2 separate regions of the Mus musculus genome follow, and region 1 is linked to region 2. The links are chromatin contacts, called in public Micro-C maps. All regions are on one chromosome and are shown on one strand. The core of a region is the stretch at or near the end of the contact, and the rest is flanking DNA. Distances in the headings are between cores, read along the strand shown. Region 1 holds the start of Sp8 (trans-acting transcription factor 8). Region 2 has its middle 79 kb from the start of Sp8.

What was found. A called contact is a pair of places that touch in the nucleus more often than the background predicts.
Region 1: a Micro-C map of embryonic stem cells shows a contact between it and region 2, with 2.2 times the contacts expected there. The contact joins the promoter of Sp8 here to the enhancer-like site in region 2. A contact is called at or near these places in 1 of 39 promoter capture datasets (macrophages), 10 of 484 Hi-C or Micro-C datasets (8-cell embryo, the HL-1 cell line, embryonic fibroblasts and 3 more), 3 of 115 datasets of contacts at active chromatin or transcription factors (all in embryonic stem cells) and 2 of 9 other capture datasets (embryonic stem cells and pancreatic islet).

What each region holds. Positions count from the first base shown.
Region 1 is chr12:118,843,114-118,848,709 of GRCm38.p6, reverse strand. Sp8 (trans-acting transcription factor 8) reads right to left here and starts at 1,477. Exons shown (of 2, transcript NM_001379379.1): 1 at 1,369-1,477; 2 at 1-331. The coding sequence starts at 1,389.
Region 2 is chr12:118,765,322-118,770,582 of GRCm38.p6, reverse strand. No RefSeq gene overlaps it. Among named protein-coding and RNA genes, the nearest start is that of Sp8, 79 kb to the left of the region's middle. Within about 2 kb of position 3,937, at least 2 of the 459 cell types and tissues checked have an H3K27ac peak or open chromatin away from gene starts, as enhancers often do. A contact at or near this core is called in embryonic stem cells, where this site is marked.

The sequences.
Region 1 (5,596 bases), core at 228-2,727, 81 kb before region 2:
GAGAGAAGGCGCTGGAGCCGGGCGAGCCTCCGCAGCTAAAAGAGTCGGACACCAGGGCTGCGGCCGCCGCTGCTGCCGCCGCTGCCGCCGCTGCGGCTGAGGAGGAGCCGCCGTTCCGGGAGGCCCCCGACACACCGAAGCTAGAGAGACTGGAACCCACTACGTTGCAGCTGCCGGAGGAGGAAGACGAGGAGCGTTTCCAAGGGTGGAAGCCTTTACCGAAGGAAGAAGAGCTGTCCGACAGGGAGGAGGGAGACGGGCTGGGGCTGCCGATCTTATTACAGGTAGCAGCAAGCATGGCCAGAGGAGTGGATCCCAACCTCGGTTCTTCCTGAGACCGGAGCAGAGAAGAAGGGTGGGGGAGGGGTAGTGGGCAAAGGGCCGGTGGGGGAGGGAGGAAAGAAATGTGTATTAGTCCCCTGGTAGCCTCCAGACGCCCCACTGCTCCCCATCTCTAGCTGCTGCACACTGCCACCAACTTACCCTGCACCCCCAGCTGCCCCGGCGCCCGGCTGCCTCCTACTCTACAGGAGGGGACAAGTTTGGCGGCGAGCGTCTGATTCTGGAGCAAAGCGCCACGCTAAAGAAGAGTTTAACAAGAATTCTCAACTAAGACGGCACTCTTGTGTTCACAAAGCCCTAGACGCTTTCGATCAAACGAACAGAAAGTCCAAATCCAGACTAGGGAGGGAGAAGTTTCCTTTTTACCTTACAACCTGGGGAAATTTCTGGATTGCGTTTAAGATCACTACACTGCAATCCCAAGAGAGCTTTGAAAACTCTTTTCAGATCCCCCTCAACCCATCCTTAGTTGCTTCTCCCCGGCTCTTCCATTACTCGCTCTTCCATTTTTTTCTTCTCTCTCTCTCTCTCTCTCTCTCTCTCTCTCTCTCTCTCTCTCTCTCCACCCCCTTCATCTCTCTCTCTCAATATATATCTCTCTATAATGGTAGAAATAAGACGAGCTCAACGTACCTGCAATACAAACCGGGCTGAGGAAAAATATTAAGGGGAAGGGGGAGAATCTGCAGTATGCCCAGGAGGGAAAAACTTACTCGCGTTCCCCTTCGAAATCGTCGAGTGTATTAGGGGCTATGCTCAGTTCTCCCGAGCAGGGAGCGGCCAGGCTCTGCGAGGTGGCGGGTCTCAATGCCCTACGAACCTTTCCTGTGCTGAAAAAAAAAAAAGTGGCTCTGCCTCCTCCCCCCCCCCTTTCTTTTTTCTAAACTCACTTGTATTTAGGGGGGTGGTGGTGGCTCTCAATAGAGAGACTGATAGCCCGTGGCCTGGCCGGGGCGACTTTAACCCCCTCCGATAGGCAATAAAAGGAAACTAATTAAACCAGCAAGAGAAGATCCTGAGACTCACCCCTAGAAGTGAAGTTGCCATCACACAGAAGCGCCCTCCTCCTCTCAGAGGATCTTTTTTATATTGATAAATCAGAGGCAGTGTTTTTTTTAGAGGTGTGCAATACAATGATCAGTTCCGCCCATTCCGCCACAATTGTAGCTCCCTCTCCGGCTTTGAAGTGCCGCGGAGGCGCGGCCAGCCAATCTGTGGCCTCGCCGGGCCGCGCGGCGCGCGCGCCGTGAGGTCATCGGCGCCGGCGGGAGTGTGGGGGTGCGAGTGTCGCAGAGTGTGCGTGTGCGCGCGCGTGAAAAATGATCGCGAGTGTGACCCACCTCGGAGAGAGCAGTGTAGAAAGCGGAGGGGTAACTGGGCAGGGTCGCAAAAACCGTGACCTAGCAAGGGCAGAGAGTGGTCGTACAACCACCGAGAGCGGGCCGAGTAACTACGTGTGTGACAAAAGGGGTCAGGGACAGAGCTGGAAAGTGTGTAAGGTAACTGAGTCCTTCTACCGTAGGGAGTCAGGAGCGACAGTACGTTCAATCCCGGGTGTGGAGAGGCGTGCACCCGTTTGGTGTAGGTGGAGAGTGGGTGCGCGCGATCGAGAGGGAAGACCGACGTGTGCGTGCGCGCGAGCACCAAAGCTAGGGGTAGGGAACCGAAACAATACAATAAAGTGTACGTGCCTAAGAGATTGGCGGTCTGGATAGAGAAACTGCGAAGTTGAGTGAGGCCAGTAAATAAACGCCCCAAGTCCTATCTTCAAGTTACTAACTTCCTCTGCCCTTTGAACATAAAAAAAGGAGTGACCCCCCCCCCCCAGCTTCCTGGACTCTTTCAGTATAGTTTTGAAGAAAATCTTGATACTTACCTTCCATTTCCTGATGTTTCGGTCAAATAGAAAGATTGGAAAGGGGGTAGTGATATGGTGCAAGTGTGCGCCTGCGCCTTTGAGTCCTTACTTAGATCTGGCCGCCCTTACCCTCTACCAGAGGTGGGATTCAAGCTTTGGAAGTGCACGTCCTGGAGGAGGTGTGTTTGCCCCTTGGCATGCAGTAAAATTACAAAAGGATTAGATGGAAAGAGGAGTAAGAGGGGGTGTGTTTTTCTCCCATTGGATGAGAAATTGAGGAGCATTTTACCCAGTTTATAAGTTTTCTCAGGTAACCCCACTGTGCCTTTCTGACAGAAAAATCAGAATGACTGAAATCTGTTGGTACTATTTATGTAAGAATGGAGGTGAGCTTTTCGGGCTGCATTTATAGGAGCATCTATGGTTTGAGCAAGCCATCTACCAGTGCGTTCGAGTCATCATGCGCATTTACTTCAAATTCTCTGCGTTTTAGTCACTTACTTGCTATTTTTATTATTAGTTGCCTTCAGAAATGTCATTACAATTCTGTGGTCACCACAACAGAAATTCTTAAGCCACAAAAAGGCCAGTACCAGTATGAAAGGAGAAAATCTAGTCCTTGGAGTCTTGTTGAATATTCATGCATTTTAAAACCACAATAATTCCTATTTTACCCTGTTAGGAAGACTCTCAGAAGTCTAATACTAAAGGGGAATTGATTAAAATGTGAGTAGATGACAGAACTGATGTGTTTTGACTTGGGAGACTTTTTTTTTTTAATTGGTTGTTCTCAAGTGTATTGCAGGTTCTGAAGATGTCAAAAATTAATTCTCCTGGGTTATGCAGAAGTCCAAAGTAGGGCTTCATCCTTTGCATAAATTTCACCTGCACAGTTAGACCTAATGTTTGTTGTGCAGGGATTTGCACTTCTGAGCCTTTTTTTTTTCATGTGCAGGGGTATTGACTGTACATCATATCTATTGATTAAGGGAGTAAGGGACATCCACATACTTAGAAGTAACTGTGAAGTAAATTAATGAACTGCTTTCTTTCTCTGAAAGCTAACGCTTACCATAAATGTCCTGTTTCTCTCTGCAAGCCCCTCTGAATGATTTTAGCGTGTTGAGAAGGCGTGACAGGACAGCCCAGAAGGAGGAAGGGGTGGGGGAAGGAGGGAACTCCGTTTAACAAATAAAAGAGAATTAACTTCATTGCTTTGGTCTCCTTCCATAATGATATTCATTTTAAGAACCTAATATACAGTTGTTCAAATTTGGGGTTTAACGTTAATCAATACCATCACCCTCAAAGGTGGAGGGAAGTGCTTTGAAGGAAGACTCCTTCTTATGAATAGTTATTGTATCTTTTTATCCTCCTATCTTCTGGAAGAAAAGGAGGCAGGGTTATTAAAAAGTTAAATGCTGAGCATGAGAGTAAACAGAGGCGTTAACCAGTTTCCTCAAAAATTCGGGAATTAGAAAAACTCAGCATCATGTGACTGCAGTTCTGAGCTACTCCATTTTAGGCTAATGCTAACATCTTTCATTTGTAGAAGTGCATTTAGAATCACATGCCATTCTTCCTATGACAATGAGTCACAATGTTGGTGTGAATTTAGTGAAGATGCTAGATTCTTCCATTTGCATGAGGTTTGCTTTCAGCACTGAGGGTTTGTAAAGGTTTGTATATATAGCTTACACTAGAAAATATTTATCAGTGTGTCACTGATGTATGGTATACATACACATTTAAATTTACACATTCAAGTTACTCCCATTATGAAAGTGGGAGATTGCTGAAAGACTTCTTTCTCCTTTGCTTGATTTCCTGTCTTCCCTTCCTCCATGAAAGGGATAGTGTGTGTATAATGAGGTTATCAAACAGCAGAGTTAAAACACTCATAGTCTGGCTTCTACTTTAAATGAAACTACTCTCAATGACACCCCCAACACCAACACACACACACACACACACACACACACACACTTTGAGAAGTAACTCAAGCACACTTGAATCCTGTCCTATGAAAGAGAAGATGACAGATACAGCTGGTCTGGTTAAGCCATTGAAGGCAGAGTTCAGTTCACCTGTTTTGATATTAAGCATTGTTGTGCAGTATTGTACTTAATAATTGAGATGGTTAGAGAAAAGGAGGAAGAAATACAGGAAGTTCAGCTTCCCAAACATCAGTTAAAAGTTTCCCCTACACAACAAGAACTTTAACATGCTGCAAAAAACATGCTTAGACAGTGTGCTGTTTTCTTGCAAACCTGTGGGATCCACTATCAATAAAGCTAAAATCTATTAGCATTCTGTATGCATCTGCAGCATAAATTTCATTTGAATTTCAAATTTAATAAACCAGGAGGTTTTTAATCATCCCTGGTTTTATTTGTTTGATATTAACATGCTTATTGACCGGGTCTGGTGACCAGTTTGATCATTACAGGACAGCAAAAAGTTAATTAAAACGACCACAGCCCCTTAATCATATCATCTGTCTCATCCATGTCGCTCTCTTTATTACCGGTGATGATGGATAGTCTCCCAGATTAATTTCTCTGTTTCTTCGATTTGGACAACAGCTTTTGGGACCTAATTTACATCCTGGGAACTACTTGCCGAAGTATAGCTAACACCTTGCAGCTACAATGTATATATCACCTTCTCTTTAGCTGCAGCAGAGAAAGGGAGTGTATGTTGTTGTTCTTGTTTTAGGTGGTGGTGTTTTTATTTTTTAGAAGAGAGAGAGAGAGAGAGAGAGAGAGAGAGAGAGAGAGAGAGAGAGAGAGAGAGAGTGTGTGTGTGTGCAGGCAGTTTTGGTGCTGGGAAACTCTCACAACCAGAGAAATGAGGTTATAAAAGGAAAACAGAGGTCTGGATGTCTGCTTTCTCCTTCCAGAGAGCGGGGAGTGAGATATGCTGCTTCTGCCTCTTGATTAATAGATTAAAATGTGTAGATTCCAAGACAAGTAAATAAAGCCATTTGTAACCACTAAACACAAATGGGAATTTTATCATTGAAAACATCAAAGTTTCTTTCTTACTGCAAATACAGTTTCGAATGCAAGTGTGGTCTGACATATACACGGGTTAACGGATAAAAAAGGGGAAGGAAGAAAGCTACGGGGAAAGCCTGGTGGGAGAAGACAGGGAAGCGGAGCGCGTCGTACCTCCGCAGGCTACGGATAAGCCAGCTGCTGGCTTCTGGGTTGCCCAAGGCTTGGCTGCAACTCCCCAGCTTTGCTAAGCGACCGGGGCTGTCCTCCGCGACTGAGCGCGCTGCCAGCGGCGTGCGACCCTGGCAGGAAAGGTGGGAAGGGGGTGCTTCACTCTCTCCTCAGTGTGGGCACCTGGTGCGGAAGCGCGCAGGCTACTAAATAAAGCAAGTGGGGC
Region 2 (5,261 bases), core at 2,688-5,187:
TATCATCCCCTGGCTCAATGGTGGTTTCATAATGTAATTGCTAACCTATCTCCAGTCAGAATGAACGGGAACACATCTTCCTCTCAGAGTCCTGACCTAAAATGAAGATGAATGTTCCGGTGCTGTCAAGTCTGCACTCATTCCAGATCTTTCAGCAGCCACCATGCCTTTTGCTTTTATTCCTGGGAAAAGCCAAATTCCCTTTGAAGTATTTTGGCCTGTGAAATAGACAGAAAGCTTCATTGGAGTCTGTGGAATCAGGGACATGAGCACAGACCACAATCCCTATTCTTTTAGCATTCCTTCTCTTCTACCTCAAAGCTTCTAAATGAAGTACTTTTTCTAGAATATTCTCCCCAACTCTCTGCCCACAAAATGTAATGTAATAGACCAGGCTGTCACCTCCTGGAAAGATATCAATCAAAGGCATATGACAGTTCCCAAAGAAATACTGAGTGTCCCATGTGCATTTCAAGTTTTCTTTCATGCCCTCCTGCTTAGTTCTTCAGGTTTCCTGTATTTCCAGTCTTGAAGGGTACTCTGAAGCAGGGGAGGAGAAGGTCAAGTTGAAGGTTGTAGCCACAAGAAGGTTGTCTTAGTCCATTTTTCTTGGATGCTGTAACAGAATGCCATAGGCTAAGTAGCTTGAAAATAAACATATTACTTACAGTTCTGGAGACCTAGAAGTTCGAGTTCAAGTCATACTTATTTAACACATTCAAAGGTACATCTCATTGTTGAGAAGCTTCAGAGAGAGAAGACTGCATTTCATTTCTTTCTCATGTGAAAGTCTCAATAAAGCTGGTCCAGAGACCTATGTGTGCACACATACAATCCCAGCTCTCATGAGGTGTGGGAGAAGAAGGATCAATGTTCAAGGCCATTACTTAAAAACTGGCCATACGGGAGCATGCTTGGCAGGTAAAAGAACTGTCTGGGATTCCAGAGGACCTCAATTCCCAGCACTCATTTTAGGTGGCTCACAACTGCCAGTAACCCCTGCTCCAAGTCATCTCATACCCCCTTCTGGCCTCTGAAGGTACCTGCACACATGTGACATATGCTTAGATAGACACAAGTGCATACATCTTTAAAATATATACATACATACATATATATATATATATATATATTTTTTTTTTTTTTTAAACCCTATGACATGTTAAATGCACCAGTCCTTGTCACTGAAAGGTTTCATCATTGCACCTTTAATCTTTACAGTTGTTCGCTATCTTCTAAGTAAACAAGTGGCTTAGAAACCTTTGCGCTTTTAACATCCTCTGACTTCCTGAGCTTTTATTTGGGAGGAAGGTTTGGCTCTGAAGAATCTCACAGAAGGATCCGAATTCAAGCAAAAAAGTGAAAAATCTGATGCAGATTCTTAGCTGCTTTTGAGAATGGAAATCTTTTAAGGAAATACATATAAAATTAAATGTGCTTGCACAGTGTGCAATGGAATACATAATGGTCTAAGATCTACTTACAGTGGCCATGGGCTTCTGCGTCTAAACTGAATGATCAGTGAAGAAATTTAATGAGTTTGTCATCAGAACAAAAAAATGTTAAATGCTACTATACTCTTGGGTACATGCGTTCTAACTTAGGAAAGACATGCTTCATCTGAGAACAGAGTAGTTTTTATGACAGTAGTTCCTGCTAGGGAAGGAGAGAAGGAAAGGAGGGTTCAGTATATGTTTGTCTGGGTGAATTAATGAGCACAAAATCATATAGGTAGAACAGAAAAAATGAAATAGAGGTGTTCAGGTTGGAGTACCCAGGTCATTTCTGTTTTATTTAGATACATGCTGTTCCATAGACTTCTGTGAGTGTAGGCATGTTTATCTCATATAATTACTGGGTGCCTGGAGAATTATTAATTCGACTAAAAAAGCAGCTTAAACTTTTATTTAAATTATGTGGCTAGTGGCTACCATAATGGAGCACATGGCTTCAGACCATGAAGAATCCTCTAAATGTTCTGTGACTTTCAATTTGGAAGAATCATTTCTTTGCTCTTCTATAATGAGTAAGGGTATGAATACTAATAAATAATAATACAAATATGAATAAATACTGACTTTTGGTGCTACTCTTTTGACTGGAGGACAGCTGAAAGTTACTGGAGCTGGGGGAATGTATGGAGGACAAGAAAACCTTCCTGTTCATGTCAGTACTTTTGAAGTAGACTGTGCATAAAGGTCAGTATGTGGTTCCATCTGTGTCTATAGAAAAGAAAGAGTCAAAAGCTCTCCAAGTTCTCATGGGGAGACTTTGGATTTGGCAGCAGATTTGATAACTGAAGACTTAATTTCCCCAGTGACTCAACTGATACAGCAGGTTTTATCTTTTTTTTTTTTAATTCAGAAAATTAAGAGTAAATTGGCTGGCTCAATAGACTTACTGACTCCAGTTAGATAAGTATTTACTGTGTTTATTAAGTTGTTTATATAGGATAATAATACAAGTGATTTAATAAAGATAAGACTTCAGATAAATGTCAACACACTTCCCACTCTGCAGCTGGTCCATTTCAAGCAGTTAAAATAAATTAAAAGATAAAACGCTGCTCTCACACAAAATGATCATTGTCCAAGGGAAACATTAAAATGGGAAAAAATCTTCTGCTTTTGGGCACAAAGACTATGCGTATGTGAGACACACCTCTTTATAATCTATAGATTCTTTACGTAGAAGGAAAGGGACAGAAAGCTGTGCTCTGTAGTGTTTGCTATAATGAGATACAATTAAAAAGTACTTACAGTTCATAGACAAGTATTAATGGCCACTGTTATTTATAGCACAAATAATGGGGATCTTTGAATGAGACAAAATAAATGCTATTAATTTTGTTATTTATCTATTTTTACATACATCAAGGCATAGCTACTGAAGGATTACTAAGCTATAAAATGTAGATGCTGTCAGTAGAATTTAAATAGCATAAAACAGATCTCTGCCCAACCTTCTCTGTTTATATTGTAATGTATTTACTTGTAGTTTCTTTAGTAAATGATCTGACATTTGAAAAATGTTGGAGAAAGATGCTAACAAAGAAGGAAGCAGTCTTTCTGGTGTTCTCTAATTGCATCATTTCAGACTTGTGTATCAGAGCCTAACTCCACCATCTCATCATATATATGTAACATATAAGTTTCTTTTGCTTTTAGGCCTGTAACATAGTGGTTGCCATATAATTGTTACTGAAAAGGGTGTTTGAAATCCTGTTCCATTTAGAAATGGTGACCTAATAAACCCTTGGAGAGCTCTTGATGGAATTTGAACTGCTGGATTTTCTCAGGAAATGCTAAGACCGCTATCATACTACAGGAAGTATAGGATGGAATTGTAAAGCATGATAGGAATCAGGTCAAGTTTCTAGTTTGGTTTGGAAAAGATAACTATAGTTACACTGTTTGCAGTGTCTTTCAAATCTCTGCTATACATTTACAGTGGACACTTGCTATTTCACACGCTGGGATGAGATGCCTAGCTCTTCTAGGCACTAAGTAGTTAGCATTTGCAATCAAAGATGTACCTTGATTACTGGCCACAAATCCCTCCAGTTCTAGGCATCCATTCAATATGATCTCATTATCACTTTCCATACAGAAGAGGAATCCCTTCTTGTGGACCTTGACTCTGGCCTTAACTTGTGAGTTATTAAAGCCACAGAATTTGCCCGACATGGTATTGTGTGACATAGAAAGGACTTTGTTTCCCAGAAGGTCTCAGTGTTCATCCTGAAAAACTTTTACTTCCTGAAAGATGAAAAGGGCATGCTGAGTTTCTGAGTTGACAACTCCACCAGATAGCTGAGAGATGGATGTTTCCTTAGACCTCCCAGGCCAATCTGGCTACCTGTTTGGGGCCACTGAGTCAGCCCAGACAGACTGACAAGAGAAATCTTTCCATCCACACTGTCCTGAAGTTTTGTCATGCAGAAAAGGGTGGAGAAACAAAGGAAGCACCTTTTGTTCTCATTCTCTGGTGAGACAGTCCAGCTGCATTGTTGACTTCCGGATCTTTCAGGGTTTGGAAAGGCTGATACTTAGAATGATACAAGTAACTTAATGGTAAATGACACATATTTTAATATTATATATGATTTATCTAATTGGAACAGTGTTTAAATGTAAAAGGCCAATTCCATGGTGTTACTGGTTTTTGTTGTTGTTGTTGTTTGTTTGTTTTACCACCTTGCCCATTGTGTTTATCTAAATGTATTTTGTATAGCATAATTTTCATGGTAGCAACTAAGGCTATTTGCTTTGAGTCTCAAGTCACCTGATGAAGGTCACCTATAGAATAATACCAGTGATTAGGATTCACAGAGATTCCATCCACAATGAAGACCCAACTCTTATGAAACCAAGGGAGAAATATCTGTGAAATGCTTGCAACAGATATATACACATACCCACTTTGCCTAATTATTTGCATTGTGGAAGTCAGCGTTTCAGATTAAAATGAGTCTTAAAATTTGCAAAATTTTTCCCAAGCAAAAAATAAACAAAATAAAAGGAATATGTTAGAGAGATAGGCTATTGGTAAATCTTTCACCTAGAATTTTAAGAACCTGGTTTCCTATGCTTTGGGGGTGAGGTGAGGGAAGTAGAGGAAGGATAAGAAGTAGTAATAAAACTCCTTAAATCTTGCTGCAACAAAAAGAAAGTTCAAGAATTGATTGGTGAACCTTAAGCAGTTTTAAAATATGCCCATATTAATCAATATTTCTCCTAACATTGATGCACTCTAAAGTTCCAACAGCAAGACTGAATATCTTTTCACCAAGTGGTAGCTAACCAAAATGCTTCTCAATAACATATTTTCCATTTCCAGAGAAATAATAATCATATAAAAATACAGTGGTCAGAAGGTTGGAAGAAAGAGCAGAAGATTGCAAGACTAGGCACAGAAGAGAGTCCAAAAAGTCAATAAATGGAGCTAAAAACTTGTCTTCTAAAATCATTTTTCCAGTAAGACAAATAGAGTTTTTTCCACCTTAAATTCTCATTTGACAGCATCCCAGAAGTGTCTTGGCTATTAATGTACTGGGCAGCCGTAGGGAAATGTTCAAAAAGTGGTTCTTAAGGTCTTGATGGTCTCTGCTCCAGACTCATGAGTCATGGGAACACAGTGTGGAATTTAAGAGATAGTTCCCTCCTCACTTTGGAGGAGCTTTTGTTACTGTGCTGACGACTCAATAAGTATTCTTTCATTTTTAAAGTAGTTTCTCAGGGCACGTTGTCAAACACTCTGCA